Linked DNA regions of Anas platyrhynchos: region 2 is linked to region 1. Evidence: chromatin contacts called from public Hi-C data. All regions are on one chromosome and are shown on one strand. The core of a region is the stretch at or near the end of the contact, and the rest is flanking DNA. Distances in the headings are between cores, read along the strand shown. Region 1 holds the start of WASL (WASP like actin nucleation promoting factor). Region 2 overlaps WASL (WASP like actin nucleation promoting factor).

Region 1 (6,795 bases), core at 610-3,109:
ACCTTGTACTCATCAGCAGATACTGATATTTCCATTTCACTTCAGGACTCGCTGCTTTGCCATGACACAAAAACAGAAACAGCTTTTGCATAATTAATGAAACACAAGATCTGAAAATAGCCCTTTTTTCTTCCCTTTCCTGTCTACCCCTATTAAAAAAGCATACAAAATCCTAACAATAGAGCCTGAAGGTTAAAAGGCCCTTAAGAATAGCTACCAGCCAGCTGGTCTGAGAGGAACAGTGTGAAGCAAAAAGTATCACCCAGAACTCTGAATGGAAGGATCTACACAGTAAGGAACAAACAGTAAAAGTTAACAGAAATGAGTGAGGAAAGAAAAGCAATGAACATAACATGTCAGAGAGGTGAGGAAAGTACCAGCATTTACCTGTGAAAGGTGCATTATATTTTTAGCTATTACACTATGACCACCAAGACACATACAAAATTTCCTTGAAACAGGCTCTGGCTGTAAAATTGTGAAAAGAAGGAAAGAAAGAAAAAAGAAGTGCCTTGTAAAGTGCTTCCATGTGTTTTATCTCTTCACATACGTTTTCAACAAACGGAATGCTGCCAATTCTTTAGCTAAAATATTTCCCCTTCCACTAAAATATGCACATACTTACACAAGAAAGGAATGAAAGTGAAGTACCTATGACTGCTGAAAAATAATTTGAAAGAACTGGTTCCTACTGTTTGCTGTTCCTTTATAGCAAAGACCCAAGCCACTTCTGTGAGCTCTGCACACTGAGGAGTCCTTTGTGCATGTATTTTAAACTCTTTTTATGCTAAAAGCTCGGGATTTTCCACTATGTCCTGTCTTCCTTATATTTTCGGACACAGCTACAGGCTCTTTTAAGCATGGTGAACAGGGCCTGTAAGCAGAGCAGAAGGGGTTGCCATCTGTTCCTGCCCAATCTTTTGGGAGGATAGGAAGAGAACTCAGCACAGCTTCACATAAGATTTGTGTTCACACGTTTTCTTCCTGTGTTCTTCTAGCTCCTTTCTTCCTGTGCTTCATCGGCTCTTCCCTTTAAAACAAAGTCAAACATGACGGGGGAATTGCTTTAGCGTCTTCCAGATGGGCAATTAATTGATCAGAGGAGGTGAAGCTGCCATACACACCACTCAAAAACACCGAGAAGACTAGGAAGGTGCTCACCTAGCCACCTCTTTTTCACCTTTGTCTTCACCTAGCCCTCACAAGCATTTCTTCTGGGCAGCTGGAAGCCGGACGGGGCACATGGCAGCTGTGCCAAGGATCTTGAAGCTTCCAAAGGCCTTCGGCCTCCATCTCCGCTAGTGTCATGTGGGGAGAAGTGGGGGTGATGAGAAATCCGTCTGACAACGCTGCCTGCATACAGGAGGTCTCCTCGGCAGCTGACCCCTCAGGGAGCCCAAAATTCCTGCTAACACCTTTCGTTATTTCAGCTCCAGCTGCAGAAGGCAGTGCCAGGCGGGGTTCAGGGCTCGGATCCCTGCTGCTCCCTGCCTGTGTGACCGCGCAGAGGGACCCGCTGCCGCACCGCCAACACCGCCCACCCTGCACCATCCACCCGGTGATTTGCACGGTGGAACTATTCACGGAAACCTGCTTCTTTCAGAGAGAAAAGGCCAAAAAAAAAAAAAAAAAAAACGTTCTGGAGTTACTCGTTGAACGGCTTTTGACTTAAAAACCCTGAGAGGAGCCCAGTGCCGGGCTCCAGCCGCGCTCCGCCTGCCCCCATCCCGGCAGCGGCGGCGCTAAGCCCCGCTCCTTCCTCTTCCCCTCGCCCTTCCTCCTCCTCTTCTCCTCCTCCTCCTCCCGGCAGGTATTTAGGGGGGAGGCCGGCGGGGAGAGGCCCTGGGCGAGGCGAGGCCGCGACGGGGCGGGAGCGGAAGGGAAAGGGAGGGAAGGAAGAAGGGGAAAAGGCGGCGGCGGCGGCGCTCTCGCTCCGTCTCTCGCCGGCCTCCCCTCCGCCCGCCGTGGTCTCGCCCGCCCCCGCTGCCATGTTGGATCGTGCGGCCGCCGGAGCCGGGCCGAAGTTGGAAGTTTAGCCCGGCGCCCGGGGCGGGCGGCCAGCCAGCCATCGGCCGGGCTGCCCGCCGCCCTCCGTCCCCCCGGCCCCCAGCGGCAGGCTCCGCCATGCGGCTGCCGTGAGGCGGCGGCTGGACGAGGACGACGACGAGGAGGAGGAGGAGGAGGAAGAAGAGGAGGAAGAAGAAGGGGCCGAGAGCGCCAGCGCTTGCAGGGCGGCGAGGGAGGGCAGCGCCGCCGGGCCGGCCCCGGCCATGAGCGGCGCCCCGCAGCAGCAGCCCCCGCAGCCGCGGCGGGTCACCAACGTGGGCTCCCTGCTGCTCACCCCGCAGGAGAACGACAGCCTCTTCGGCTTCCTCGGCAAGAAATGCGTGGTGAGCCCCGCGCCCGGAGGGGACCGGCTCCAGGGGGGCGTGGGAGGGGGGGAGGGGGCTCCCCCTGCCTGCTGCCCACCGGAGCTCCGGGGACGGAGGGACCGGGCCGGGGGGGCTCGGCCGGCGGCCCCGGGAGGGGAGCGGGCACAGCCGGCCGGGGAAGTTTGGCCGCCCCGCCAGGCCGGGAGGAGCCGCGGCAAGGCCCGGGCCGGTGCTAGGCCTGCCTCGGCCGGGCCGGGCCGGGCTGGGGGGGCCCCGGGGCGGCATCCTCGGGGGGCTGCTCGGGGAGGGCACGGCGCTGCCGGGGGACCAGCCGCGGAGCCAGTTCTGCCTCCCCACAGAGCCTCCGTGTGCGCTAACGTGAGGCTGTACCCGCCTGTGCTCGTAACAGGCAGCTTCCGAAGTCGGCTTTTGAGTTCTTCACCCGCAGAATATCTTCTCGCGTGTTGGTGTAAAGCTGCCCAGCTGTGTTTACCAAGCGGCCGCTTGACAGCTTCAAAAGTCAGTTTTCCAGTTCTTCATCTTCAGAATGCCTTCTTGTGTGCTAATGCAAAACTCTGCTCATCCCTATTTTTAAAAAAAACAACCACTGAACAGCTTCAGCAGTCAGTCTCCTTTTGAAAAAAATATGATTCTTTCAGAAAACCAAATCACTGTATTGCTGAAAAAATGAAACGAAACCTGCTCCTCTTGTGGAAACGACCATTTGGGAGCCATTTCCGATGGGTACCCGGCGCCCTGGGATGCTCCGTGCCCGGCACGGGAGCGCTGCGGTGCCGTGGGGATGTTTTATGGGTGGGAAGTTGTGGCTCGGAGCAGGACGTCGGTGATCACGGTGCTCCCGCATAGCTCTGGACTTTGAAATGGTGCTGTGGGTCAGGTCAGCCCCGTCTCCCTCAAGGGAAACGAGAGGTGTAGTGCCCGAACAGGAAGCAGGTGATGTTTACGCTGGGGTGAGCTAAATCTGAGATGCTGTCACAGCAATTAGGTTAAAACTGGTCGGAAGGTGTGATCACAAAACATGCAAAGAGAAGACTTTTTTTTTTTTGTGAAGTAATGCATATGTAAGAAATTTTTCATTGAAATATTTTCAGGCACGCATTTCACATGTTTAGCTCTTTGGCAAAAAAAAAAAAAGTAAGACACCTCCAAATTAAAAAATAGTGGAGGAACTTGTGTGTTTAAATTTGTTTTCCTTCAATTCAGATTTTTCTTGCCAAGTGAACACTTTGTTACGCTCAGCTGTAACACTCACCTACTCAAGTTCTCAACTCTTCTGCATAAATAACGTTTAAGGCAGGCTTTGGAGGTAAATATCTCTGTAGTATCTGGGTGATGTGATCTGTGGCAGGTTGATAGCTTTGTAGACATGACTTGCTTCATGTTTTTTTGTAGTTAAGCATTCTTGTGGCTTATGCTGAATTTTGGATGACTTTCCAGTTGAGGCTTCCCCAGCTGTGGCCTGTTCCTTCCCCTTTTCCCCCTGCCCTGTATGATTTCCAGGCTAGGTACAGGCTCATCTTACTGTAGTGGAGGGTCTCTGCCATATACCTGAGGGCTCAAGTCCAGAAGACCATCAGAGTTCCAGAGACACTAAATCTGATTTTTTAGGCAGAGCCAAACATGGTGGCAGTTTGGAAACTGATTCCTGAACAGCTTAAACATCTCTGTCTCAGGGATGGAGTGGGCACCTGGGGATGGATGGTAACTGCCTCAGCTGTCCGGTTTGAGTCCAAAATGCCCATCAGAGCCTGTTGGTGTGCTCGATGCTATTGACCTTCTGGCTCGACTGTAACTCAGTGGCAGCACGCTGTGCTGGTGAATGCCCTTTTGCTGTAATACTCGTGATATTTGATCTCTCAATATCCACATTTGAATTATTCATTGGTGATACTTCAGGCAATAAATGGTGCTTTTTAGGAAAGGAAAACTGCAAATTTCACAGGATGCTGCGAGCTGGCTTTCCTACACATTGAGCTGACTGCTACAGGTGGCCTTTCTGCCAGGCTAGGGCATGGGTTCGCTGCTCGATGTGATGCGTGCCTGCCATGTCAACATCACTTCAGGTTAGGTTTTACTTAACCTTTTTATGTGACTAGGGAAGCAAATGCAACAGGAACAGATGAGATGTTCAACTGCAATCCTAGGTACTCTTTTTGCACTGCTAACTTGTAGTGCTCTTGTGGAGGGCACAGTGCTCACATCAGTCCTGAGGGTCCTGGTTAAGAAGGTACCTAGCACCGCAGGGCTGATTTATTTCAGCAGCCTTTCCTGTGACTGTGTTTGTTTACAAGGCAGCTACATTGAAATAACACTGAGGATTCCACCAGCCAATTTCTGTTCTATGGAAATTAAGTAGCTGAATATTGATCGAGCACTCGCAACCTCTGATCTTCAACATTGACATAATTTCGATGGCATCTTAAGTCATTATGACTGATAAACACAAATTACATGGGAGTCATGGAAGTGGTGAAGAGCCATAATTGTGTTTGTGTTGCTGGGGTGATACCATTTTATGGAGGACTGCCGATACTTGGGGGATCTCATTGCCTAGTAGACAACTGTACTGATTTTTGACTCCTGTTTTTTTAACTTGCTGAGCTGTAAAATGCTTGTTTGAGTCTATAAGCGATCAAAATATCTTTGAAAGTTTAATCTGTAAGGAGCAAAAACAAGTCATTGGCTCATAGCTAAAGCTTTAGCTACAGCTAATTGAGTTAAAACTTGGATCCAGATGTAGAACTACTTACAGTAGGTATCCAGCACGTAGCTCTTCAGGACTTTCCCTGTTGCATAGATATATGAAAAGCATTTAACTAGCTTTCATTCAGATGTGACATTTGTTACCTGTCAGGTATAAAACCTACCATCCATAGAAGTCTAACTTCTTTCTATTATAAATAAGTGTATTTAAACTTACCTTAACATGAGCTAGTAGATTACTTTTTTTTTATGTATTACTGAAATATTTTCATAGTTGTGTTGAACTTCGAAGTTTTTCCTTAAATCCCTGTATGTCATTCACTTCAATTTCATCATAAGGAACAAGTTTATGAAAAAATGTGAGGTGTCCAATTCATCCATTCTAATAAAGATACTTCATTAATTTGCATGATTTATAGTGGTCAATAACATCAGTGATAAAGAATGAGTTTATTCGTGTAGAAACAGTTCTATACATGTAGGAGACCTCAGGAAAGCAAACACGAGAAGTGTGTAACACTTGATAACATTGGAAGTAGGTAATGGAGCATGGATATTGTATACTGCTTAGAAGTGGGACTCGTCACTCGGACAAGGGAGTAAGGCAAGGAGTAGCTTGTTTGTGAGATCTCTCTGCAGTGATGTGGTAAACAGGAACTGGTAAAGAATGCAAGAAGAGAAGTGACACAGCAGTAAACTAAGAAAACTATTTTGGCTGCTTTTAAAACTGCATGTGACTAGAGTAAGGTTGTCAGAGCCAAAGGAGAAGTTGCAGTAATAGTTGAGATAAAACAGAGTAAAAACCTAAAGGGGGGGGGGTTGTAGATCTTGATTGGTAAGAATTAAAGATTTTGTCCATCTCGTAAGATTACTTGTGCCTGTGAAAACAGCATCAACTAGGACTCGATGGCTGACCACAGGCCTGAGAAATGGGCAGGGTTGTGTGGCAGGGAGGTGTTGGGGCTCTGCCCCTTGGAGTTTGTGGATGCGCAGCCTGCATCACAAAGGTATCAGAGAAGCTGAGATTGTCTTTTGAAACGGAGTTATCCCTTGGAAAGATAGGAAGAACTTAGTCATCTGTTTAGACAGTGGTGGTGATTTCATCTTCCCTTATCGTCTTAACTGAGATGTGGGGGAGAAGGCAAAGGGCACCGTGTAGGGCACTGAAGCACAAGGATGTTGAGTTGTGCCTAGATGTCTTTTCTGTATGTCTGTCCTGTTCTGTTAAAAGCCATGTAACATCTTCAGATGCCTCATTAGTATCCAGTGGCGTTGTTTCCCTAAATGACGTGTCAGCAGTAACCTTCCATTCCAGAGAGAATGCCACTGGTTTTTGACAGCTCCTCTGAAATAAATCTGTGCTTACAAATTGATTTTCACAGGAACAGGTCAGACTGGAGCCTTCAGAGCAAGCCGTCGTCCCCACACTGCCTCCATGTGCCTACAGCAGGGTTTCTTACCGTGAAGTGTTTCTTGTTCTTACTTTCCTTACAGCCTACTATTACACTAAGGTAGTGAACTATGCAGCAAACAAATAATTTACTCATGGATGACAAATGTTGAGATTACATGTGAATACTCTACTAGGCATTGTCTCATTACTGAAATGTATTTGAGAGAAAGTCATAAAGTGGGATTTAGTTCCAGACTGAGACAAATTCAGATGTTGGAGTTTCACTGAAGTCAGTAGGTAACTCTG
Region 2 (6,649 bases), core at 27-2,526, 50 kb after region 1:
AATTTTTCAGAGGATGCTAACTTCCTTCCGAGAGTAATTTAAGCACATAACACTAGGAAAAACTATTTCCAAGTGATGTAATTTCCTTGCAGTAACTCTCTTATTGCACTCTGCTGCTGGAAACACTTCCTACGAGCTTTGCTGCTGTAATGGCTTGAGCATTGGATCAAGTGCAAGTGCAGCCAGGGGTAGCTAACAGCAGCGGAGTTGAGAACTCGTGTAGAAGGAAAATATTTGTATGGCTTTCATAAGCTCTGGTACTGCTCCCTCTTTGTTATTGCATATAGGGCATTTTAAAATTAAGCAGATGAGGCCTAGAGGTTTTCCTAACATGCTACTTACTAGATATGTTTAGCTGTTATGTTCCCAGAGTTGGAGTTTCTGTAATATAGTTAATTATTAAGTATCACAGTTCATTAATCAAATTTCTGTTCCAGGTTTTGGGAGCTCTGAAGTTACGTTATTGAGTAAAACTTTAATTTGTAGATACTGGCCAAAGACAGCTTCTGTTTTTTCATTTCCTTTTTCTTCACGCAGAGAGTACACTCATATTCTGTGGTGTCCAGGTTAATATTTACTTTAAAATAGTGTATGTACATGATAAATTTCGGGCATAAAGACTGCAACAGCAGTTAAGTTAGTCATAACTGCATGCTTCAGCACTCCGCCACTTGCACTACAAGCAGAAGATAGCATTTCATGATACTGGTGCATTGTTGCTAAACATTGTAATGAAGGCCTCTCGTATACTCTGGTTAAATGACTGTCCAGATAGCCTTAGCAATTAACAAACTAGCATGAGGCTTTTGTATTTCAACACTCTATGTGCATAGACAATATCAGCTAGCCACTTGTACGTATGAAATCTGTAAGAACTTCTCAATCATTCAGTTTTCCATTTATCAAACTGAAATTTTTAGTATGTGAATTTTTGAAATGTACAGTGAATAGGATGTTGCACTGGTGGCAATTCATCATGGAGCATAATAAAATTAATTTGACCCAACTAGCGTAAAACTGTGTGGTTTTTAAGTGCTAATTGTGGCGCAGCGTTTAAAATAGATGTACATCTTGCTTACACGCTTCAAAAGCCATTTTGGTTGCCTAGCCAAGTTCACGAAGCAGTAAATAGCGGCTGTCAAATCACAGCGGTTTTGATGTCTGGAAAGTTGGATTGTGCTAGTGAATAAACACAATGAGTAAGAATGTGACACCCCGTGCTCCTGGCACATCTGACAGCTGCTCAGCAGCTTCTCTGGAAACAGCTACTGCTGCAGGCAAGTGCAATAATACGGCAACATTTCAAGGTCAAACAAACAGGGCTCCATTAATCCAGAGTGAATACTAACTAGTTAACTCTTCGCAATGAATGCTGCGACTTAGGAAGTTTTTAGAGATGTGAATCCTTGTCTTGTATGCTGCAGTACTTGGGCTTAGGACACTTCAGCCTGGTTTCCTCTAAACCACCTGAAGTCTGGCATTTTGAGTTTTTATCTGGTGTGTGCTTTCTTCTGAAGCTTATTGCTTCTCTGGTGTTTAGGCTGTAAGTGGAAGACAAAGTTGAAATTGTTGTGTAGAGGGTGTGCTGATTAAGTATATAAAGTTCTCTCTGCTCCATGACATGAAGCTTAAAAAATGTATTTGCAGAACTTCTTTTTTCTTATTTTTTTTCTTTGACAGTGGTTGCTTTCCCAAGTAAGATGTATGTAAAGAGGAAAAAGGAGATGTTCTTTTGTTTATAAGACTTACTGATCCATTGCAACAGCCTCTATCTAATCATTAGAGGAATTCCTGGTCTAATTAAAGCTCCTGAAGCTCAAGTACAGCGATAAGCAGCTTTATTTATAGAAAAGTGTAAATGGGTTAGGGAAGCTTAGAAGATACTAAACCTCTCTCAAGGGCCAGAGCTATCCTCTAGCACAGCAGTAGGGATGCCTGTTGCTCTGTATTTGTTTGTTGCCTAAAGTTTTCTTGCAAGCAAAAAAGGCACAGGGCAATGTAAAGTGGAACAGAAGCTGCGGAGGTTTAGTGTGCAGATTTGAGATTGGTTCTGGGTGACACCAGCCCCACGCTGTTCTCTAAGGTGGTGGTAAAAGCATGAGGATGTCTGCACAGTTACAGGGGAGACTTGATTATATCAACTAACTACTACAGCACATGTATTTTTTGTTTGAAGAAAAAAAAACATTAGTTGGAAATCACTGGTTTCAAAAGGGTGAACACGTTGAGAAGAGAAATAGTATTGTTGCATCAATACTGAAATACAAATAGATGTTTTTGACAAATTTTATTTTGTGCTGAATTTTACAGTATTTGCAGAGCAACCTGCTCAGGTGAGCCTGAATAGTGATTTATCAGTTCTTCAAGTTTTTATTCTAGTGGGGTTTAGGGTAATGCCTGCAGGACTTGCCCATCTTTAAACAGCTTAATACGTGCTTGCACTGGAGAATCTAGGTATTTTACATTTATTGTATTCTATTGGTTAGTGCTGACAAACACAGTCTGTTTTACTAGTGATCTGAAAAGTTCTTAGAGTCTTTTTGGAGTGAACTTAAGCCATTATTTTGTGCTTTTCCCTCCCTGAATGTTAATTGTCTCTTCTGAGTTTTGTTTTTCCAGCATTATGAATTTTATACTTGCTACTTCAGGACTGGTGGTGTGCAAGGTTTTCTGAGAAAAAGCTTCAGAACTTATAAAAAATACAGAGGAAGTTCTATAAGAGCAATAACCAATGTTATGTTTTTGTATGCCCCAGCTGGGGGACACAATAGTATCTGGAGTTTAAGGCTTGGGAATAAGAAATATAATGCGTGTATCATATATCAGACACAAAGTATTTGCTTAAATGCCATCGGCAGGCACACAGAATCGCAGTTGGCTCTTATGAATGTTGATGCCAAAAACCAGGCAACTACCAGAGCAGCTGAGCTGGATTTGGAGCCCTCTGTTGTGAGGTGGGGCTATCTTGTATGCTCAGGGTTCAGACTGCTCGGAAGCTTGTGCCTTTTTCTCAGCCCCCACCTCATTTTTACTGGATGCTACCATACAATTAACACCTTAATCCGTACAGAATAGATTACTGAAATTTACCTTCTGTCCCCAAGATGTGTAAGAATGAGAGTACTTCAGGAGAACAAGCAAACCACTCTGGTATCTGTTATGTTAAACAGTGGTCAGGCCTGGATTTGATATTTTTTACTATGCTAATAGTGGATTATCTGGTACAAAATCAAATAGCAAGGTCTTTGTATCAAAATTGGTGTCCAGATCACTTAAAAGAGAAACTATAGACGGTGATACTGCTGTTGGGTATGCTTTTGAAATGGGCATGCTATTGATTAGTACTCAGGATTGCACCCAAGCCGTATCTGTGCAACATGTTGCCCTTTTCATATGTGAAATCAATATAATTCTTGGGTGAAAAGTGTAGCAAATGGTACGTGGACCTTTTTATTTCTCCACCATGCCTACATTTTGCCAAACAAATAATACATTTTTAGACATATTTCTAGATGACCTTTCCAACACTTGTGTCTGAGAGGCAGGCATACTGTGGTTTAGAGAGGGAACTACTGATTTTCTTGGCAGGAGGTCTCCCTGCAGACTCTGTGTTCTTAGAAAAGTATTTGAATATAGCACATTACGTTGGTGATGTGTTCCTCAGCCAAACGACCTGTCACATGTGGGTTACTGCTTATGGAGAGAATAGTTCTTATGATTTTATTAATAATAATTTACCATAGTTCTTTATGAATTACCCCAATTCTAATGCAAGCTATCACATAAAGCAGAATTCTTACCAGGCTAGGAAAAAAGGAAAGTTACCAACAGAATTAAGTCCTCAGCAAGGTGCCTGGGAAGCAGGAACATCCCTACTGCTGGGATTAGTGGCTAAAACTGAAATAAACACATACCAAGAGTGTTCAGAGATCTGGAGAAAAAAAAAAAAAAAAGAGTTGACTGCAACTCTGCAGAAGGAACTATAGAGTCCAGTAGAGCAAGACAAAGAAAAACATTTTATAATATCATTCTATAGTGTTTAAAATGGTTTCCTTTGTGTTATAATGTTCTCTCTGCCGGCATTGCAGAAGCTAGGATGGCTTTCTGCAAGATGGCTTTCTTGCTAAACGTCCTACCCAGATAATTTATCTTTTTCTCACAGATACGCTGTCCTATCTCAGCCCTCACTCCTCTCAGGCATTCTGGTCTTCACTACAAACGTCTTAACTCCTGAACATCTTTCCAAACTTTAACTCCAAGGTAGTAGTACACTTGCCTGAAAAATACTTTCAGCAGCCTCCACAGCATGTGGGTGCAGCTGTAATACATGAGCTGTTTCAAAGTGAACAGAAGTTGTCCTGCTGTGGACACCTCGTGGTAAAAAATGGTCTTCTCTATGTATTTATCTGAAGGATGCTCAGAGGTAGAGAGAGCTCTGTGTTGATTGCAGTCGTGGGCAGCGTGAGAGATGGGTGGCTGGTAAAAGGGCAGCTGTAATCCAAGCTGCATTTTTCAAGGAGTCAACCCAACATACATCTCCGTGGGCACAGAAAACAAAAAGAGCAAATACTGCTCTTACTTTGCCTTTCTTTCTGGTAGCCTGGTTCATCAAGTATGCAGACTCTAGGCTGTGGAGCTCAGGAAATCACAGGGACCACGGGCAGTGACTGGCCAGGGTGGTGATCGCTTCTGTGAGAGGAATCTGCCTCCTCAATCTCTGTCCAGTCTGGAGATGGTACCTGGATCTCAGATCAGTTTAGAGCAGTGTTCTTTGTACATCTATCTGTGTACATCACAGATGCTAGCTAACCAAGAAATCTTCAGCTACACTGTAGTGTAAGGTATTTAGTGAGACCTGTGCATTCTGCCAACTGGAATCACTGCACTGTTACCTGCAGACAGAAGGGACCTGCCTCCTGCAAGGCTGTGGCTGTGGCCCCCTGGTTGGAATCAAGTGCTGTGCTCATTGAAGTTGTTAGTCATGTTTCCACTGTCAGAACAGCCTTTCTGTGAGACCTGAAATCAAGGAGAATGAGTGAGGTACAAGATGAGATCATTATAGACCTTCATAGTTCCTGACCGATGCAACCAGACTCCTTTAAAAATCCCTTATGTCCCTCCCCAGACTGCTTTCAGCACTAAGCCTCCTGCCTTCAGCCCGCTCCTCACACGTCCCATCTCTGCACAGACAGAAGTCTAACCTCAAGCAGATCATCTCAGTGCTCTTTTGGAGGCAACTCCAAAGAGCAGTGCCCACCATGGAGGACTCAGCATGGGACAGCATAGTGTACAGAAGCCCAAAAGGAGCCCAAAAGGAGCACCCTATGGGCCATGTCCCCATGCAGCAGGCCCCACAGCTCAGATTCAGAAGCACCACCACATATTTTGGAGGAAAAATGATCCATGGTTTATGGTGTTGGTTATGAATTTGAGGTTTGGCTGCATTGTCCCTCAGAAATGGATGATGTTTTACTGAGGAAGCAGGGTGGGATTCATCCCACAATAGGCACCCCCACTGGTCCCGCTTGGTCACCCTTCAGAGACTGATCACAACAGCTCATCTCAGCTGACTGTAGAGTGTGGGCACCCACTGAGCAGGAGCATATGCTTTAAGGACTTAGATGTAGGTGTCTTACCTGAAGCCAAATCTCTCCCCACCTTGTTCTGTGCCTCGGTAACCCACCTGTATAATGGGGGTAAACACAGAGCAAAGTTAATGCAGATAAATACATATCACAGAGTGGGTGAGGTTGGAGGGCACCGTGGAGGTCATCTGGTCCAGCCCCCTTCTCACGCAGGGCAATTACAGACCAAGGGACTGCTATCCACAGATGCTGAATTTTTAAGTTATCTTGATTCCCAGATTGGAAATGCTGGGTAAGTTTTTATTATTATTTCTATTAGGCCTGATTTTCAGAAGTGGCAGATTGGGTCATGCTCTGGTGTTGCCTTGAAGCGTGCTTTTGAATTTAATCTCTTGTGTGATCAGAATGCAGCATGCAGTTCCCCACGGGTTTAGTTTTACTCAACTACCTACAAAAGATGTGACCTGCAAACAGCATTTGGGACTTGGAGCTGCAAGGCAGCTGCTAACCCTGTGGTTTACAAGCGACATGTCCTCCTGGGCTCAGCAGCACATCCTATGCGGCAGGAGGACCTGGCTCTGATGGATGGGGTCAGCAGCTTAACTGATCCTGAACACCGAGTGCTCCCTGGGGCAAGGCGCCCGTGTTCGTATGCCCCACAGCAGCTCTTCCCCTATCATATGGCCACAGAGCTCTGTCTGTGTAGTGCAGCGGACTTCACTGCTGATCAGCCACGAGCAGTCACATTTCTTCCTCAAGATGCAAAGAACATGAATTGTGCAGGTGTGAATTGCTATAAAATCACAGGAATCGGTCACTGTTCTGAATTCCAGCATGTCTGCGAGATCAAGGGGTGCAGCGGTGCAATTACCACGCTTTTAGAAAGCTGAGGGGCCTCCGAAGATTTGAAGCATAGGAGGCATTCTGTTTACAGCCTGGATTTATTGCAGCCCTGCGTTTGCTGGCTCCTGGTGGTTTCGTCTTACTGCCGCGTCTGCCTCTATCGTCCTGGTTTGAAAGGGGCCATCCTGTTTTCATCAGGGTGCACATTAAAGCTCTGCCTT

Evidence for each region. A called contact is a pair of places that touch in the nucleus more often than the background predicts.
Region 2: a contact with region 1 is called in a Hi-C map of small yellow follicle, with 2.4 times the contacts expected there. The contact joins the enhancer-like site here to the promoter of WASL in region 1. A contact is called at or near these places in 5 of 8 Hi-C or Micro-C datasets (F5 follicle, liver, skeletal muscle and 2 more).

Annotation. Positions count from the first base shown.
Region 1 is chr1:23,356,111-23,362,905 of IASCAAS_PekinDuck_T2T, forward strand. It overlaps WASL (WASP like actin nucleation promoting factor), which reads left to right and starts at 1,860. Exons shown (of 12, transcript XM_027458119.3): 1 at 1,860-2,390. The coding sequence starts at 2,271. LOC119717008 (a long non-coding RNA gene) reads right to left here and starts at 1,710. Exons shown (of 2, transcript XR_011806814.1): 1 at 652-1,710.
Region 2 is chr1:23,406,760-23,413,408 of IASCAAS_PekinDuck_T2T, forward strand. WASL (WASP like actin nucleation promoting factor) reads left to right here. Exons shown (of 12, transcript XM_027458119.3): 12 at 1-1,006. Among named protein-coding and RNA genes, the nearest start is that of LMOD2, 23 kb to the right of the region's middle. Within about 2 kb of position 1,277, at least 2 of the 8 cell types and tissues checked have an H3K27ac peak or open chromatin away from gene starts, as enhancers often do. A contact at or near this core is called in small yellow follicle, where this site is marked.